2 separate regions of the Hordeum vulgare genome follow, and region 2 is linked to region 1. A link is a contact called in public Hi-C data. All regions are on one chromosome and are shown on one strand. The core of a region is the stretch at or near the end of the contact, and the rest is flanking DNA. Distances in the headings are between cores, read along the strand shown.

What was found. Hi-C and Micro-C count contacts between places; a contact is called where the count stands out from the background.
Region 2: a contact with region 1 is called in a Hi-C map of leaf, with 4 times the contacts expected there. The contact joins two enhancer-like sites. A contact is called at or near these places in 2 of 6 Hi-C or Micro-C datasets (leaf and seedling).

Annotation. Positions count from the first base shown.
Region 1 is chr4H:267,326,028-267,332,588 of MorexV3_pseudomolecules_assembly, reverse strand. It overlaps LOC123448504 (transportin MOS14), which reads right to left. Exons shown (of 21, transcript XM_045125415.1): 17 at 6,071-6,258; 18 at 5,857-5,968; 19 at 4,989-5,146; 20 at 4,366-4,482; 21 at 3,273-3,760. The coding sequence ends at 3,518. Among protein-coding and RNA genes, the nearest start is that of LOC123448504, 62 kb to the right of the region's middle. Within about 2 kb of position 2,893, at least 1 of the 3 cell types and tissues checked has open chromatin away from gene starts, as enhancers often do. A contact at or near this core is called in leaf, where this site is marked.
Region 2 is chr4H:267,905,436-267,911,996 of MorexV3_pseudomolecules_assembly, reverse strand. No RefSeq gene overlaps it. Among protein-coding and RNA genes, the nearest start is that of LOC123448505, 470 kb to the left of the region's middle. Within about 2 kb of position 3,041, at least 3 of the 3 cell types and tissues checked have open chromatin away from gene starts, as enhancers often do. A contact at or near this core is called in leaf, where this site is marked.

The sequences.
Region 1 (6,561 bases), core at 1,644-4,143:
ATCATTTCATTTTTCGATTCGTCTCCCACCTGTTTAGATGAAGAATATTCATAGTTCTCCCGTGTCATTGGCTTATTTTTATTGTTATCTTTCTGTGGAGTAATTGCACCACCTTTTCCCGCAGAAACTACTTTAAGGGGAGGTTCAAATTTAACTACATATTCACCAACGCCCCACCCACTTCAAGTGTTTATGTGGTTGGGGGTACTGTTGTTTTGTCATTGGGTTGCCTTTTGCAGAACAGTCAATTTACTGCATATATCTTAGCACCACTGATGTACCATCACTCAGTGTGTTCCCATCCTTTCGAGAGCCATCCAGATCAGATGGGTTCTTCACATGATCATAATTCCATCGACAAGCTCTTTCACCAAATCTTCCATCCATGCCTCTGCCTGATCGTCCACCCCCTCTCATGTTCCTATACCCACGACCAGCACCCGATGAACGACCAATACTAGCACCACAACAACCGCCTCACCCCCTTCTGGAAGAAAGAATGAAGGGACCTCATTCAAATTTGATTCATCATGTTCTCCCATACCACACTCCTGAGGCCAATGTCCCATCTTCCCATAGGCATGAAAAAGCACCCAAAGCTTCTCAAATTTAACTTGGTAGTATGCAATCTCACCCTTTACTGTGAACCCAAAAAACATGCCAGTTTATTGTTCACATCAAAATTTACTCTAATTCGAAGGAACTCCCATACGAATCCATAATATGAACTTCTTGCACTTATCCTATACGTTTCGCCAAGTTTTCCAGTAAGGGTTTGTTCTTCAAGACTCCATTGGGGAGTTTATGGATCGAGCACCATGTCTCAAGTCTTTCCAAATTGACCTTCCCATGGTTTGGAAACCCATCATATTCAGCCAACATAGAGCACGACCTTTGAAATACCATGGTCCTTGATACATGGCATTCTTCCGATCTAGCGGGTAGCAAAATTGTATTGCAAAGAGGTTTGAATTTATCCTCCTCCACACTACCTCTTGAGCGGGTTCCATGCCGCACGCATGTCACAATTAGCGCACTCTAACTAAAACTTTTCTTTGTCGAAAGTTTTGCTAGGGCTAGCTGCTTTACTGTTCTGTCGCATGAAACTCATCTTCTCATATCGGTTCATCAATCTTTTCATCATGTAAGTGCAATCCCTCCATAAGCTTGCTTGAATCTTCCTCTACTAGGCCCTTCGACCCCGATCCTTCCACAAAGTTTGACATCCCACTCAAAATCTTGGTATGTCTCTCAGAAAACCTCCAATCAACAACCTGAGATACCACATAGGTCTTGGGGAACCCTAACGATGCAGGGAGGGCGGTTGTAGATCAAAGGGAAGTCCAACAGTCATCCTTGTTGACAAGGGGCTCACGACAACCACCGCCGAGAGGACTGGAAAACCCTAGGGGATCTCAACATCTATTGGTTCTTAACCATCAATACGATACATCATTATGCCCCTTTTATCAGCTTCGGTCGCCTCCTTCCCCGGCTCCCCACAAGACGATCTCCATCTTCACCAGGCACGAGCAGCCACGAGTGGCTCTATCCCACTACCGAGAACACCGCCTACCTCGTCCTTAACCTCGCATTCGTCCTCATGCCGGGTCGACCAACAACTCCCTACACGGCCGTCCACCCAGATCAGCGCCGCCTTCTAGGCCTCAAACTACCAAAGGAGTACCACAACGCGCTCTGCATCGAGCACCTCATCGGCTTCCACCCCCGTCACAGATGAACCCTCTCGACAGCGCAACAACCGAGACAATGAAGAGCCGGTCGAATACATCACCAAGCACAGACCCCAAAGATTGACCTATCAGACCCCGCCGCCACCGCCACCGACCCCTTTGCCTCCATGAAGACCGACAAGCCTCCTCACACAACCAACAACAACGTTGTCCTCGACAAGGCGCTCAACTACCTTAGCCAACCGTGCACTGTCATAGCCTCACGATAAAGTACATCGACACAGGGCTTCTATCAAGATTGCTTTTATGCTTGTGATGTTGCGCATACCCTATGCATTATTTTTTTGAAAAGAAGGAAACCCCTGGCACAGAAGACCTTATAAAATAATACAACACTAAGACTGAAGCCACCGTCTAGGCAACATGTGTCGCTACTCCTATCCAGTTGATGAAGGGATGTTGATAGTGTGGGCCTAATACCAAACAAATCGCGCAACCAAACCTAACATCTAAGACCTAAGGGCCCAACCAAGCCACCTGCCGGGTATGGGGCACCCACCGCTCCGGGGGCACGCTCAGAGGACATTGCCGCCACCTGCCACCAATCCATCTTCAGAGCAGTACTGATGCATCTACCTTATCCAGTCTAGCTGTCATTGACGACACCACGACGCCAGGCAACGTCTGCGCAAGTCCATCATTGCACATAAGACGCCTGATCTCCAGGGAGCCATGCCATCAAGATCCATCGACATTAATATGTATGATGAAGCACCGTTCCACCAAAGATCTCATCCACTAGTCCGTCGAGCCGGTGTACACCTCCAAGAATGACAGCCCAAGGGGGAAACGACGCAAGTGCGCCGTCGTCTTCTAATCTATCGATCAAGGATTCTCCCCGAAGGTAGCAGATAATGGTCTATAACTTCTCCACGGCGATGCCTTCAAGAAGGAAACGACAGCGTACAACGTCGCAGTCGTCGGCCTGGGCATCTAGCCAAGAGCAGGTTTTCACCCAGATCTGTTCAAAGAACTCCATCCAGATATGTTCGAAGAACTCCATCCAGCTTTTTGTGCACGGATCGCGGCCTTCTCTGCCGAAAAACCAACAAGATCCAACTGTCACCGCCTGACAGGCCGCAGCACCACCACGATGCCAAAGCAGCCAGCTTTGCCAGGCCCCACGCCAGCCTGCCGCATACCAGACTCGTCGGCCCACCAAAGCCCATCTAGGCTCAATGAGATCCGAGATTCCGGCCGCCACTACAAGGACGTCTCCCCACAGGAAGGTCGCGCCACCGTTGTCGCTGCCGCCATTTCTGCAGTCGAGATCCCGTAGCACCACGCCACCTGCTACCAGGTCACCGAACTCCATGTCATCGCCGCCATGAGAGGAACAACCTCACAAGGGAAGAAGACCCCGCAGCCGCCATCACAACCCGAGCTTCACCAGCTTGAACTCGGGCTGCTGTCGAAGGGAGAGATCAGGGCGAGGTGGGTTTCCCCCATGCCACCTAGGGTTGGCGACGGGGGCACTGGGTTCCTTTCACTTAATTAATTCTTGAAGAAGAGCCGATATGGATTAATGTTACACTTCAGAAACCAAACAGTTTTTAGTTTTTTGTACCGTTTACAGTAACACCGTCATTTGTTTGCATTTACGTTTGCGTTTCATTTTTTGACACAAACACGTCCTTAATACAGAGACAAAACCTAGGGATCAACATTCTATACTGTGCCACCAAAGCGAGCCGTTGCATTCCATATCAAAGCAAGGACCTTCTTTATCTCATGGAAGCTATTCCAAACGGTTACGTCAAACTTCAGCTCCACCTGCTATCAGTATAGGGGGTGGGAACATTTCGACGGCTTTCTGCAAAATCTCGAATTACCCGTTTAAGGGTTCTTCCACCTTTTCCTTGCATGTAACCAGGATGGTTTCTGTAATTGTCACCAGTCCTGTTGTGAAGATAGTCCGAGGCAGCATCCTGAAGCACCTTGAGCCATAACGAAATTATCATCTCGGCTTCCCCTTGCCTTAGGTATTCCGAGGACAAAGAACTCACCTGAACAAGATTTAAAACATTCAGCTAAATGGAAGAGATATACAAAAGTAAGCTTCAGCAGCAAATATACAAGTAAGAAGTATTACTACAACACATTTAGCCTCTATACAACACAAGAACTCAGGAAGGTAGCAAAAAATCTTCAGTGCCAGGTTGCAGCATGCGACTAGACTAACATGACCATATTTTACAACTACATCCACAGATTCTCCTTGCATCAAATGTCAAGTATTGAACACCCTTAGGGCTTGTTTGGTTAATCTCTCCCACAAGGGGATTGGAGAGGATTGGAGGGATTGAGGTGGATTTTAACTTGTAGGGGATTTAATCCCTTTCAATCCCCTCCAAACCCCATCAAATTTCAAGGAACCAAACAAGCCCTTAGTTAGGTTTAAACAGTAAACACTAGAAGCAGTCACAAAAAAATAGTCTGCACGAAATAGGGCTGCTAAACCTTTCGAATCTGGAAGAGACAAACGGTAAGCGGATGGCCCAGATTACAGCATATGATATTTTCAAAGTTATGGAACTAAAAACGAAGATGAGAAAAGCATCAAGGCATGCCTAGCATAATTACAGCAAAGCAGTGATCATAAAAATCGTACCGTTGTGTGCAGCCACCCACAAAGGGAATCCCAACAAAGTATCCCCTTCCACATTGTTCTCTCGCAGAGGCTACACAATGCCGCCAACTGCTGCAGCATTGTTGCAGATTTATGTACCTGTTGGAAGAAAAAAAAACAATATTCTGAAACATTTCTATGATCACCTAATTTATCTCTGGTTAGAGTAAACTTAAGAAATACTCCCTCCGTCCCAAAATAAGTGTCTCAACTTTGTACTAGCTCTAGTACAAAGTTGTACTAAGCTTGAGACAGTTATTTTGGGACGGAGGGAGTATGTAGTATGTAGAACAACAATCAAATCATAAGTATGTCTGTAGTACTAAAACGGAAGAACAGAAGCAAGTTACTATAAGTAGCATCATCAATATGCTAAGGAATTAATAGTCGACTTAGTAACAATATGGGCATCAGCATGTTAGCTTATGCCACAGGAAAATGCAGACAAGCTCCAGATTCCAGAATTTATTGAAAGGCTTTGAGGTGCGAGCATAACACCATGGCCAGTTTTGACACCTCACATAACAAAATGGTTATAGCAAAAACTGAATGAGGACCAATAGTGCCAAAAAACAACTCGAAAAAGTATTTCAAAATCTACCTACCCTTGACAAGGCTGATACACCAAGTAGAGCATAAAATACGTTAGACATAAGACCTTCACCACAGCGTGCTAAAATTTGAACCAGCACCACACCACGTGATTCATCAGAGGGGCATTCTGGAGATTCCAGCACATCAGTAAGGCTAGCATCAAAAAAACCTGCAGGTGCATATTTCCAAATATTACTTTCAAGTGATCGGATTAGCAAAAATGAAAATGTTACCCCATGTTAAGCGCAATAGCATGTCATAAGAACTTCATCAGTCAATGATCCTCACTGAACACGAATAATCCAGCAAGTACAACAAGATTTTTGAAGTTCACACACACAAAAAAAACTACAACATACTTTCCAAGCTCCAAGTGATATACCAACTTGCTTCGTAAAAATCCTGTGCATAGTTGAAAGTACTACGAATAATTTACTAAATGTGATGAAATGATGCCCTACTGTTGCTATACAAATTGGCTTTGCTATCCAGAAGACAAGAGGATAGAAACTAGACAGAAGTACATTTGTGCACTTGAAGTAAAAACACTAACTTGACACAACTATGCTTCTATCAGCAGTCTGTCCCTTGCACTACTTCATTGGTCACAATTCCAAAAACACTCTGTCCCTACTTGTCTCTTGTACTTGTACATTCGCAGTAAATACACCAACTTGTAAAGCTTATTCTTCCCCACGCACTAGTTTATTGTGCGCAAAGCATCAACCGTCCCTCATTCTGTGTATCTCTCACTTCTTTCGGATGCAACCGGCAAGTTTACTCATCGTACACCTATCTAACGAATTATGGGAGTAATACGAACATTCAACTGATATATAGTAGAAGGCCATATACAAGAAGTAGTCAAGTGGGACTCACACGATATATATGAAATTGCTGCAAGTGCTGCTCCTCGGTGCATTGCTGTAGAGCATATAGCTGCCTTTTGAAATGACAGCTCAAGCAGCGAGCGAGATGCGACAATAGCTTCCTTGATTAATAATGCAATCAACAGAAGAATCAGTGCTGTACTGTCAATCCATATTGTGCTTCAATAATTAATAAAGAACCTTAGCATAATATAAAATAGAACCTTTGGACAGCAGCGGATAAATGCAGATGCGAAGTTTGCATAGGCTTCAATTAGATCAGGTTCTTGATCACATGTGTAAGAAGAATTCAAATTTGATAGTGAAGCTGCAGAGCTAAACGTTTCAATAGTTTTCACACATACAACACTGTGTTCTTCCTTATGGCCAAATTCTTCAATCATGTTGGCAGCTGAAAATGACGATAATGTCAATGTAGAGTAGACTTTCGAGATATATTGGAACAAGGTGTTGCAGTAGTAAGTACACTTGGGTGCTATCTGCCTATTGTATGTCATCGTTATTTCTTTTACAATGTAAAACTATAAAGTAGGTTAAAAATGAAATCCCATGAGCATGGCATAGTCGTTGAACATAGGCAAGGGCATAACCGCATAAGGAAATAGTAAGTGGTGTTAGAGCTATATTCTGGCCTGTATATTTTCCCCGTTGTATGAGGGGTTTCCTGCATATTTACCACATGTACATGTATATA
Region 2 (6,561 bases), core at 1,792-4,291, 580 kb before region 1:
CATCATATCATGTTCTTTCATGCATGGCCAATAAAATAACAAGTGACAAGCCAATGAGTAATTTGAATATACTTGCAAGCAACCCATGTTTGGAAAAAGGCAATAAAAATGCATGATATAGCACTAAGTTGGTAAGTTGTAGAAAGCTCATTTTGAGTGCAATGCCATGGCCGGTCAACTTCCAAAAGCACACATCAAGAAGTTGCAGATATCCATACAAATAAGGTACACATATGATCATAAGCAAGGGTTGAACATCTCATGTTCATTCATCATGTCAAGTCATCTAACTTAGCTCAAGTACCGTATTTTTCACACACACACCAAGTTTGGAAACCATGGACATATCCCAAGAGAGGTCATCCAACTGTGCTTGATCGTGGACATGGCTATTCAATTAGTTGTACAATCTACCAAGGTTTTTGCGTTGTACCCACAAGGCTCGGGGAACTTCCGTGTCATCTACGACTCGTGGTATATTACATACCCGAGATAAGTAACCGAACAATACCTTTCCCCTGGCAACACTAAACAAAGAGTCCACTCGTTGGTCCACATCCTCATGATGTACAACATACGAGACTCGCTCAAGATTGTACCATCCATGAGGGGACACAATGGTGTGCCCGGTGTGTGTAAAAACAGCCCATGATCGCCCTACTTTGCATGACCCTACATCGATAGAGTGATTCGGCTCTTCCCTCACAATTAATGAGGCTCTCCGCTAGCATCGACAAAGGTAATCAACAAGGCCCGGTCTCATATAGGGGTATCGTGGTCGCACACGTAAGTTTGGAGTTACGGTCGCAACTTAAACCAATCTGATGTCAAAAACAACACACTCACTTGCCTTGATACGATGCTTCTTTCTCGATTGGTTACCTAGATCAACACAATCTCTCTCGAGGATTAGTAGCACCCGACTGGGTTTTCGAAAAGTGTTTGAAATAATTTCCTTTTCGTCACCATGCATTTTTTCATCCCACTTGCGTAGAAATTGTTAGCATCCTAACCACTTCCCACCCGCACAACCCTCATAGGAAGGTAGGGTCATGCTGACTGCAAGTATCAACAAGGAGTTATCGGAGACAACCCACCAAGGTGGTCACCGATTGTGGCACCCTGGCTCAGAGAAACCAGAACCCCCGTATTCTAGCCCTCAGATTAGTGTGTGGAATACAACACTGCTTGGCATAGAACAAATCAACTCTTTATTACAAATGATACACATACAATGGTTCCAATATCACAACAGATTACATCGGCACGATGACACTATGCCCTCTCAGGTAGCTCTATGCTTGGAGCAGAACAACTCGAAGTAGCGGAATAACTTCTAGCAGCGGAACAACGATGACGCTGATGTACTCCACTCCGCAGGGACGCTGACTAGAATGCTTATCATAGCTCGCCAACTCGTCAAGCAATCAATCATGGTATGACCTGCAAACTGACATGACATGCTAGGTGAGTAGTTTGAATGTGCTCGCAAGCTCACATCAACCAAAGCAATCAAGACAAACAACAACATGGCATTTACGAGTTAAAGATCAATGATGAACATGATATCTCTAGAACAATACGAAATGAGCATGGCGTGAAGATAAGAACATGATGATACTAGAATGCCGCATGTTTAAACTATCATATTCCAACTTACTCTGATCGGGGTTACCTCGTAATCACCACATGTATCCAAAATATTAACCAACCTCGGTATCCATCATACCACTTTGATCCTCTCATGATCACATAAATATCAACCAACTTCTTTCTTCATCAAACCAGGGTTATTTATTAACTAGGTTATTATTCATAGTGTTACCGGGACCATATCTGCGGGAGCGTCTATCAATAGATTACACACACTATACACATGTTAGTACACTGTACCCACACCACACAACCCAAGGCCTTGTGCTCCCATTCGGGTGGACCAACATCGTTCTGACAAAACCAATCTATTGCATGACACTCTCCCGACCAGTAAGACAAATTCCCCTTTGGTCTAAGTCATGGGTGGCCCCGATGCTACTGTGGACATCCACCGGCCAGCGTCGTGGCGAAACAAATACGGTCCCTAATGGGGACATGATCTCAATACTAACACGAGCACACAAGGCTTATGGCTGCATACCTGATCGGGGTAACGCGCGCACATACCCTTCCCTAGTTGGAGTAACCAGCGAGAGGCATGACAATAGACCGCATTAAGGCCTTCCCATACAGGTAACTATGGGTGTACTGTGGATGCTGATGAACACGGCATAGCGACTATCATGCATATCATAGGTACTCGTGATGCTAATGCATTAGATGAATTCTACTATCACGAGCATGTAATAATAACAAGCATGACAGATGAGAATAACACTAGCAAGTACTCACATAACTAACAGGATGCATAAGAGCATAGCATGATGATAAGTATGGATCCATAAGCATAACCGAAACAGAAATAACAATTGTAACCGAGCAAAAAAATATTAAATATTCATGTGGAAACCATGGATACTTCAAGGCCATCCTGCAAGTGGCTGTCGTGCTTGCCTGAGGATGAAGGATTCACCATGAAGAAATGCGAGGGACTCGCGGAAAGATTCGTCGGGAACACTTCTCTCTTGGAGGGTCTAATCAATGACAAAGAAAAAATGGTCATTTCCAGTATGGGAAAATATATTGCAAATGATACCAACAGAACAGGCTTGACAATATCAAAACAAGGGCTTTGCAATCACCCGAATTAGAGTTACGGGTGCGAAGATACGGACGATCGAAGATCAATGACCAAACAAGCCCGTGGTTGAAAAACACAAAATGCCTTTAGGATAAGTACACTTTGAGAGAAGAAAAAATGCATTGTGCCCGAAGAAGACCTAGAAGTCGCTTTCGGTGGTGGAAGACGTATTTCAGGGAATACGTCTTCAGTTATCCACGTTAGCGACTCGGTCAACGCCTCGGCGACTAACTTGAGCGGCCCGCGAGGAGGTGGGGCTCGATGGTGGCGGTCTACTTCCTCCCGTCAACCGAACACGGGACAGAGGAGGGGCGAGGCCGCGTAGCTGCCGGCGCTGGCCCCGGAGGCTCCGGATACCTCCGGTGGAGCTAGGACCACCGGAGTGCTCGCCGTGAAGCTCCGCATCGGGGAGGCCCGACTAGAGTTGCGTGGGAGGGCCGAGGTTCTCATGGCACCGTCCATGGCGGGCGGCTGATTCGGGAGCCGCAGAGGCGAGTGGCCCGGTCGTAGGGACGGGAAGCTTGGGCACCTAGGAAACTTGCCTTGACTAGGGGAGAGCTACATGGAGGGTTGGAGAGAGAATGGTGCTCCAGCTCGCTAGAATTTGAGCCAAGGCCGAGGCGGCCATGACGACCATGGTAGGGGAATTGGAGCTCTTTGATCTTGTTGGAGGGGTCGGGGAGGACTAAGATTGAGTGGAGGGGCTACTGGTGAGGTTAGGAGACACGGGGGAGGCTATATATAGCCGGCCACCGAGGAGGGGCGAGGACGGTCATGGTGACGCATCTGTCGGCGCTCTGGCACGAACCGGTCACGCGGAGGGGAGGGGCAGCAAGTCTAGAGGCTCCACGGGGAGGAGAGAAGACCCAGGAGAGCTCGAGAAGGTACGGGGCAACGTGGGTAACACACCATGGCGGGGCCATAGAGATTCAGGTTAGGGGTGCGGCCATAGCACCGCGTAGTAGGTGACGTGAGAGGGGGCGAGGGGTCTAGAGTGAAGGCGACGACGAAGGGATGCTCCTAGACATAGGTAGGTGTCATGAACTTGCGAGCACACAGACGAAACAAAGGGGGTCCATCTATGAGATTGTGCGGATAGGCATGCCAGGCATGCAGTCACCATGTGAGCTCGACGATGACCCGTGCTTTTGATCGGCCAAACTATGTTTGGGCGATAGGTCATTCAACACTGAATGCCAAATAGCCAATGAACAAGCACAAGAACTATGGATATGATCACAACTTGCTCAAAGACAACCGAAAAGCAAAGTGTTTGTTGCTTGATGGGGGATATGCAACTGGGGATATATGCTGAACTTTTGCTGAGCTTGATAAACTACTAAGGTGACTCTTGGCCAAGTTTTAGCTCAGAAGGAGATGCCTAGCTGGTACTTCATTAACAATGTACCCTGCTGGTTAGAAACACGAAATAGGAAAACACACTCACATGCTTGATTGGATTGTGAAGGATTTGGGTATATGAACACACTACCCAAATTGCATACCAACTAGATACACCAAAATGGTATTTCCTTCAAAACGCATCTCTATGGACAAACAACTAAGAAAAATTCTAGGGAAAGATTGCCTCAGTGACGTGATCCCAATTTGGAGCAGGCGAGAGATATGGATAGAAGAAGGTCCTGGTAATTTTTTTAAAATAATGATGCAATATAAAATATAGTTGCTTCACAAACTGGAAAATGACCGGAAACTAATAGTTAATGCTGGGCTCACATGGATAAAGGAGAAATGCTCAAATTTGGAGGACAGCTATTATTTGAGCATATAAAGGCCGTGTCCAAATTTCAAATCATTTGGATCATCCTAGCTAGTACCTCCTTCACAAAGTTCCTTTCAAGACAATTTTTTTGGAAAATAGACAAGGAAAATCTACTAAGCAAATGAGGTTGAATTTTGGCATGATGCCCTAATATGGATAGGAAAGAGTCCACAAATTTTTTAGATCAAACAAGAATCTTGAAATGACACTTCCTTCACAAAGTGTCATTCAGTGCAGAATAGGAAAAGGAATATCCTTGAATTATTTCTGAACTAGACAAGGAAGGATTTTGACATATTTGAGGAAGATATGACCCAAACAATTTATGAAAATTATTTCGGAATTTTAAGAGAGACGGAAATATAGGTTGCTTCACAACCTAGAGCAAATAGAGTTATTCCTTTAATAGAAAAAGGAATGTTTCCAATAAAGTGAATATGGCTTAGAGATAAGATGGAAATGACATGGTCTTGGGAAGGATTTCAGAATGACAAGACACTTTGGAGACTAGGAAGAGATGATCTTCCCAAGTTTCTAGACCACACAACCACAGAAAAGCAATTTTAAATAAAATCTTAAAGAAATTCAAAATAAAAAGAAAGGGCAAAAATCAAGGGTGTCACAAACATTCCCCCCTTAAAGAAATCTCGTCCATGAGATTTGGTTGCTTAGGGAACTAGTATGAATATTCTAACTTCACTACTCGAATCGGAGATTTCGCCATCTGCTACTTCTTTGTCGTATGTTGGCTGATGGCAAAGACCCTCTTTGCCATCAGCTACCAAAAACAAGACGACAAAGAGCAGGCTGATGGCAAAGATACTATTTGCCATCAGCCAACTCTTTGTCGTCTGCCAGCTGGCGGTAACGAGCATTCAGGCAAACGGCAAAGAGCACGGGTGCCCCACCCCACACCCCCTCTCTCCCCCCTAACGGGCTCTCTCTTTGTCGTCTGCTTTTCTCCTCTGTGCCATCGGGGGGGCAGACGGCAAAGAGTATGCGCCCTAACGGCCGTCGCCCCCCACCCTCATGTGCCTCTCTCCCCTAACGGTCGTCACGCCCCAGCCCACACCCCTCTCTCTCACCCCCGAAACCACCACCGCCACCGTGCCCTCCTCCTCCCTGCACCGCCGCGCCCTCCTCCTCCCTGTGCCGCCGCGGCCTCCTCCTCCTCGTGCCGCCGCGCCCTCCTCCTCCCTGCGCCACAACCGTGCCCTCCTCCTCCCTACGCCCGCTCCTCCACCACGCCCCCTCTTCCTTGCAGGGACCTCCTCATCTACCACCGCCGCCGGAGCTCGCCCCTTCTCCACCATCGCCCACTCAGCCACCACCGCCCTCTCCTCCAGCGCCACGCCCTCCTCCTCCTCATGACTCCCTCCTTAACCACTGCGTTGCCCCTTCCTCCCAGCACACCGCCTCCTCCCTGCGCCCCCTCCTCCTCTACGGCCGTCCTACCTGCGTCGTCCTCATTCGTGGGTGAGTACAAATGTCATCTCCTCCTCGCCCCTTCATTTGATGTGGGTCGGTCTTTGGATGAAACTAGCTAGATATAGGTAATTAAATTAATTTATCAGTATGCGTGACCAGTATGCGTCTCCCGTTCGAAAGGGTTACAGTTATAAATATGCATGCATTTGCATATATTTATAACCATGATTCTTCCGAATTGTCCAACATTATCCACGGACAGCCGAGTACGTGTAGATTGGGTTCATTTTCCCATATGCTTTGTTCCGGATCCGATGATTAATTTCGTTAGTGCCTCCCTGTTGTTCTCCGGATAGACATCATCTCTGTTTATTGCGGAGACGTGTATCAGGAGAACAACGGGGAGGTGCTGCCGCAATTTTGCGTTGGATCCGGAGTAGAGCATGGGAAAACGAACCCAATCTACACATAGTCGGGTGGGATTAGGACCTATCTTTACCTATTAGCGTGTAGGTTTCATGGACATAATAAAACGAGCGAACTTGATTAACTGATGAATTATATATAAATATATTTCTTGTGTGTTTAGTAACTAGGCAAGATGAGTGATCGT